2 separate regions of the Choristoneura fumiferana genome follow, and region 1 is linked to region 2. A link is a contact called in public Hi-C data. All regions are on one chromosome and are shown on one strand. Each heading gives the region's core, a stretch centred on a gene start, on an enhancer-like site or on the middle of the called end of the contact. The rest is flanking DNA. Distances are from core to core; before and after follow the strand shown.

The links. A called contact is a pair of places that touch in the nucleus more often than the background predicts.
Region 1: a contact with region 2 is called in a Hi-C map of whole pupa, with 10 times the contacts expected there. The contact joins the promoter of Sans here to the promoter of LOC141428916 in region 2. A contact is called at or near these places in 2 of 2 Hi-C or Micro-C datasets (both in whole pupa).

The regions. Positions count from the first base shown.
Region 1 is chr6:6,638,722-6,641,441 of NRCan_CFum_1, forward strand. Sans (SAM_USH1G_HARP domain-containing protein Sans) reads left to right here and starts at 1,419. Exons shown (of 9, transcript XM_074089004.1): 1 at 1,419-1,754. The coding sequence starts at 1,732.
Region 2 is chr6:6,363,022-6,365,721 of NRCan_CFum_1, forward strand. It overlaps LOC141428916, which reads right to left and starts at 1,300. Exons shown (of 16, transcript XM_074088979.1): 1 at 1,114-1,300; 2 at 899-1,019. The coding sequence starts at 1,115.

The DNA of each region.
Region 1 (2,720 bases), core at 169-2,668, 280 kb after region 2:
TAGATAATGGATAAATAACGTCCCGAATTCATTGCATTAAGCTTATCGGCTGATTGGCCTATGACAAGTGTTTACGGCTCCAATATTGCTATTAAAAGCTTTTTGATGACGTTCATCCTCGTGACTACAATTTAGAATGGAGCTGAAGGCGAGTTTACAGAATATGGAGTGAGTAAAATTATTTTTCAAAAAGGATGACAGCTTGGACCCTCTTTGAAGAACTATCGTTATCGATATCTATCTACATAAGAAAGAAAGAAAGAAAATACATTTATTTACCATTTTTTAAACAGGTCATAACGAATCTTCTTGTCTCGTAGGTTCGATGTGTTCCAACTCCCGTAACAGGCCTGATTCCAATGTATATACGGCACCATAGACCATTTGCGTCTAGCCTTTGTGGACTATGAGAAGGCATTTGATACTTTGGCCTCTATTTCACCATCGTGACAATTGTCAGTGTCATATGTCGAAGTCGACATTTATTTGTCGGTAAATGTAAAACATAGAGTGTCATAGAGTAAAGCTGTGTCCTCCGATCAACGATGGCTGTGTCAGTCAGGTTCGCGATGGTAGCTATGTTTCGTGGTTAACATACGGGTATTTTCAAAATGGATCTCTATGAAAGTAGTATATGTTAGCATGGTGAATTAAGGGTCTGAAGCCGTATTGCCTAACGTTTCTGAGGCTCGCGATCGCAATCAAATGACAGATTTCATACGAAATTTTTATATATTTTGTATACACAAAAACTGTCATTTGATTGCGATCGCGAGCGTCAGAAACGTTAGGCAATACGGCCCCTGGTTTGTTCTGGAAGCCTGGCAAAATCTTCGCCTGGTATACAGATACGTAGATCCCTGGAATAATATATGTATATATCTTGTATTTCCCATCGAATTAAAATTCCAAAATCTCAATCTCAACTGCTAAATCTATAGGAACATTAATTTTAGTAAAATGCTGGAATTTCAATTCGACTAGGTACCACAATCTAATGGTTGTCGCGAGTGAAGACGCGGGTCAAAAGAGTAATTATATCGACACTAGCTAAAGCCCGCAGCTTCATTCCCCATAGTAGAACATAGTAGAAGGCGTATGTATTTAACCTTAGCCTTGTTGTCTTAGATATAGAACATGTTAATTTATTATTTAAATCCTGCATCATTGTATTGTAATCGGGGTGATAAAATGTAGAAACCCATAATCCGTAATAATCAGGTGCGTCATCTGTTGTGCAATAGAAGTAGATAAACTTGTTTGCTACTTGTTAATAGATGGCAGTGCAACCAAAACAAGCGGATGACACCATTAACACCAAGCATCGTACTCTAGCTAGTATCCACATTACTCACAAGATGTCGCTACTAGCTCTAAAGGTCGTTGAATCGTGGCCATTCTTCGTTTTGTTCTTTTTTTTCGTCAGTGCAGTCACCACATGACAGCGGTCGGTTGCAATCAGTTGAATTCCGTGTAAAACAATAGTCGCGTTTCTCACACACAAGTGAATTAAACAGGTGTGAAATGTTGTTATAAGTTGCGAAATATTATTATTACAAAGTTTGAGACGAACTAAAGTGAATACCCACGGTTTTACGGTGTTGAACAAACTTTTCTGTCAAATTAGCATCGGAAGTGTGACAAAATAGAAACTTTCTCGTGTTATCAAATTTGCACCGAAAATGAGTTGAACAATTTTTCAAGTGCCCGTTGTTTGTGTGAATTTTCAAGATGACTACAGACAGGTTTCATAAGTAAGTGTCCAGTTACACGGACTTGTAATGTAATTTAATATTCGTCCATAAGTACGAATGATAAGATTCTACCATGTTTGATAAAAATAGATAATAATATCCTTCATCAATACAGTAGATTGGCAAAACGAAAACATGAGTTCACCTACTGCTTTAACCAGAAAACATTTAAAATGTCTTTGTTGTGCAAATTTTGCCAAAAAAAATATTGCTTTAAACACTCATAATATTTCGTTAAATAGCAGCAGATTAAAACATTCATTGTTTCATTAATTACTTTTCAATGTCATTACCATGGAAGCGGAAACCATAGGAAGGAGACACGCTCCGGGTGATGTCAAAATCTACAAGTTCATTGCCCTTGCATGTACGTGTAAATACATAAATCGTCGTTACATTTGCCAATATTTACCAAATGGTTTACTGTAAAAAATCACCAAAACATTGCAGTGCCGCCCTTTTATCAGATTGACTCGGAATAGCTAGGTATCTGCACAGGAACCCAGTAGGTATATACGGACATTTTTTTACTTAACTGGGAACTTGTTTGCACTAGGTAAATAAAGTACCTTACCTATTTAACTGCATATCCATTCCGTATAATCAGTGATATTATATATAATATATTATGTATATTAAAAGAGCTAGATATTTCTTAAGCTTTCGTAAAACAAGAATTAATTATAAGCTAATAATCAACACGGTTCAACTCACGTAAATAAGCCAACACACCTATCCTTGATAAAGACCTGCGAAAAGATCGAAACTAGTCGGACCGTTTCCTGACTTAAAGAAGTGAGTTGAACCGTATTTTACTAGCGCGTCAAAAATTAAGTGAAAAGGCGATATTTAAGAAAGAAAAAAGAAAGAAAGAAATACATTAATTCACAACACAGCAATAGACAACACTACACAAGACACAACAATATTATTAAGTACGACAGCATAGGTAGATATGTACCTACT
Region 2 (2,700 bases), core at 50-2,549:
ATCCCATCTTAGGCCTCTAGGTTGGCAACGCATCTGCAATCCCCCTGGTGTTGCAGGTGTCTATGGGCGGTGGTGATCTCTTATCATCAGGAGACCCACTTGCTCATTTGCCATACAGTTAAAAAAAAAAAAAAGATAGGTACTCTTGTACCATGTTCCAGGGCATTTTGGTGCAGTTTAGATAGAATAGAATAGTTAAAAAAATACAAATTACAAGAGTATAAAAATGTTCAGCATTACTATATGTACCAAGCTTTCATTGAAGCTTTGATTGTTTTTTTTTATGTGGGTCAATAAACTTTTTCTTGTTTGTTATTCTGTCCCGTTTTCCAAAAAACTGCTTTGATATATACAACTTATATGCTTAGGAGATAGTCTATACAATAATGAGCTTGTGTAGGTTGTATAACAAAAATTTATACTCGATGAATTTCAACCACAGAAAACATATAAAAACTCGTGGCTTTAAAGAGTTGTCCAGGGGACGTAACCATGGTAACGAGGTACAAGAAAAAGTTGATCAACCCCTGATAGGGTATGTATAATAAAAGGTATATTTTTGTTACTGTTTCATTCAAAAGTTAAACTTTTTCAATGGAGTGATTGATGTTATTTCTTTCAAGAGTGATTTTAAACGAATAAAGAATTTGAATCTTATTTAGCTGCCCTCAATGCTACAGTAGTTACTTTTTAGTCTGGCTCATTTTTAAGTTACCTATTATCATGCCAATGTTTGTCAAATGTAAACAAATGTAAAATATACTTCTCATGGTTATTAAAACAAAGCAAAGGTAGATAAATACAATCAGGCGAGATAAAAAATACACACAGACCTTCTATCTGGCTTCACCCTAGCCGGAAAAACATTGGCACATGGCAAATATTTCGAATTGCCTACCTTTGATTTTAACTTTCTTATTTCATTTATGGCCTGATCGCATTTGGCAGCGAATGTGCTGATTCTTATTTCCATCTCGTTTCGACGGTGCAAGGCCAGAGTGGCCAAATCCACAAAGCTCCTGAAACCAACCCAAACAGTTTTTCCATTCAAACAAAGTTTTCACTAAGTTACCCGCCAGTTCATAATATTTGTTCATAGCATTTGTTACTCACATTTTTGCTGTTAATTAGTTTTTATGAATGCGATTTTGTATAAAGTATTCAATTTATGTCGATTAGAGCAGCACATCGATTGAAAAACAATTTACAGTAGAGAGAAGAAAATTTCTTTCTAAACGCGTGTGACAATTAATTTGACACACCAAAGCAAGTGTTGTGTGTGTTGAGTTTTGAAGTAAATGAAACAAAAAAAAAATTCAAAATTGCAGAAATTGCAGTGTTGCCACTTCTATGGCTTCTAGGATCCCATAAATAATCCAAAAAGCGCTCAGCAGGGCTACTACGAAACTCGAAACTCGCGAGGGACCGCACGACACGAACTTCGAGTTTCGTAGTAGCTGCAACAGCCACAAACATAATTTTTGTTTAACCGAAAAACCCTACAGAAATAAATTAAATAATATAACGTGTTTATAATATTTATAACAACATTGTCGTGTTTCGTATAAAATCTGTCACTTATTGTCACTTAGTTACGGTCTATTAAAAGTTTCGGAGTTGTGAGGTTTAGCTCAAAATTAATCAAAATTTATTTTTCATCACACTTGCTCGTAAACAGTGTCAAAACATGAAGGCTACCTTGATTGCAACCCCCCAAATAAAACCCTCGACCGTAATGTACTTGTCATGAAACCCGTGGTCGGTAAATGAGTCATTGCGCGTACAAATTTTCTTGTCATGAAGCCCAAGGTCGGTAAATGAGTAAATGTCCGTACTGATGACGCTGCGCGCGCTGCTGCGCATGGCGTAGCAGCAGGACCACATGCACACGCGGCTCAGGCACATGCTGAGGGAGGGGGAGGGCGGCGCTGCCAAGAGCGCAGCCTAAGGTATCGCCAATATTTGGAACAATTATATTTTTTCTTTTAGAAATATAAAATTTTACTCGCAAATGTGATGAAAAACATTATATGTCGCACGGGCGGTACTAGAATTACGAACATCGACTCATTAAAGCCCTCAGTCTTCGACTTCGGGCTTCTAATAGACTCTCGTTCGTAATTCCTTATTTACCACCCTTAAGACACAATGTACTATTAGATAGTAAGGAAAATCCTTGGTAGGGTGGCAAAAGAACATTAAAGACGCGGTGAGTTTAGAGAACTTGTAACATTATGTGGCGTTTCGTTCGTTGCATGTGTCGCATACTTTATGTATGCGACAAATGTATGTAATACGTTTCGGCACGATAAAACTTGATCAAATTTAAAAACACGACGAAAAATAAATGTTTTGTATTATAAATGTAAATACTTAAGCTAGCAATTTTTATCATAGCATTTCTATTTGGAAAACTACTGATGTCAGAGCGCCATCTATAGAAATATTAAAAACTAATTTACAAACTCTACAAAAATCTACTCGTCGATAGAAGGCGCTGTTAACGATACAGCTACCCATCGATAGATGTCTCTAAACTAAGCTAAACGGCGAAACAGCTTGATAATAAAATTGATAATGAATAGTAATGAATAAATGTACTAAAAGCTAAAAAAATATTCGGTTAGTCTCATCCATCACACCACTCTCCGCGTCAATCTTTTTTTTTTCTACATAAAAACTGATCGTGATTGACCCCTT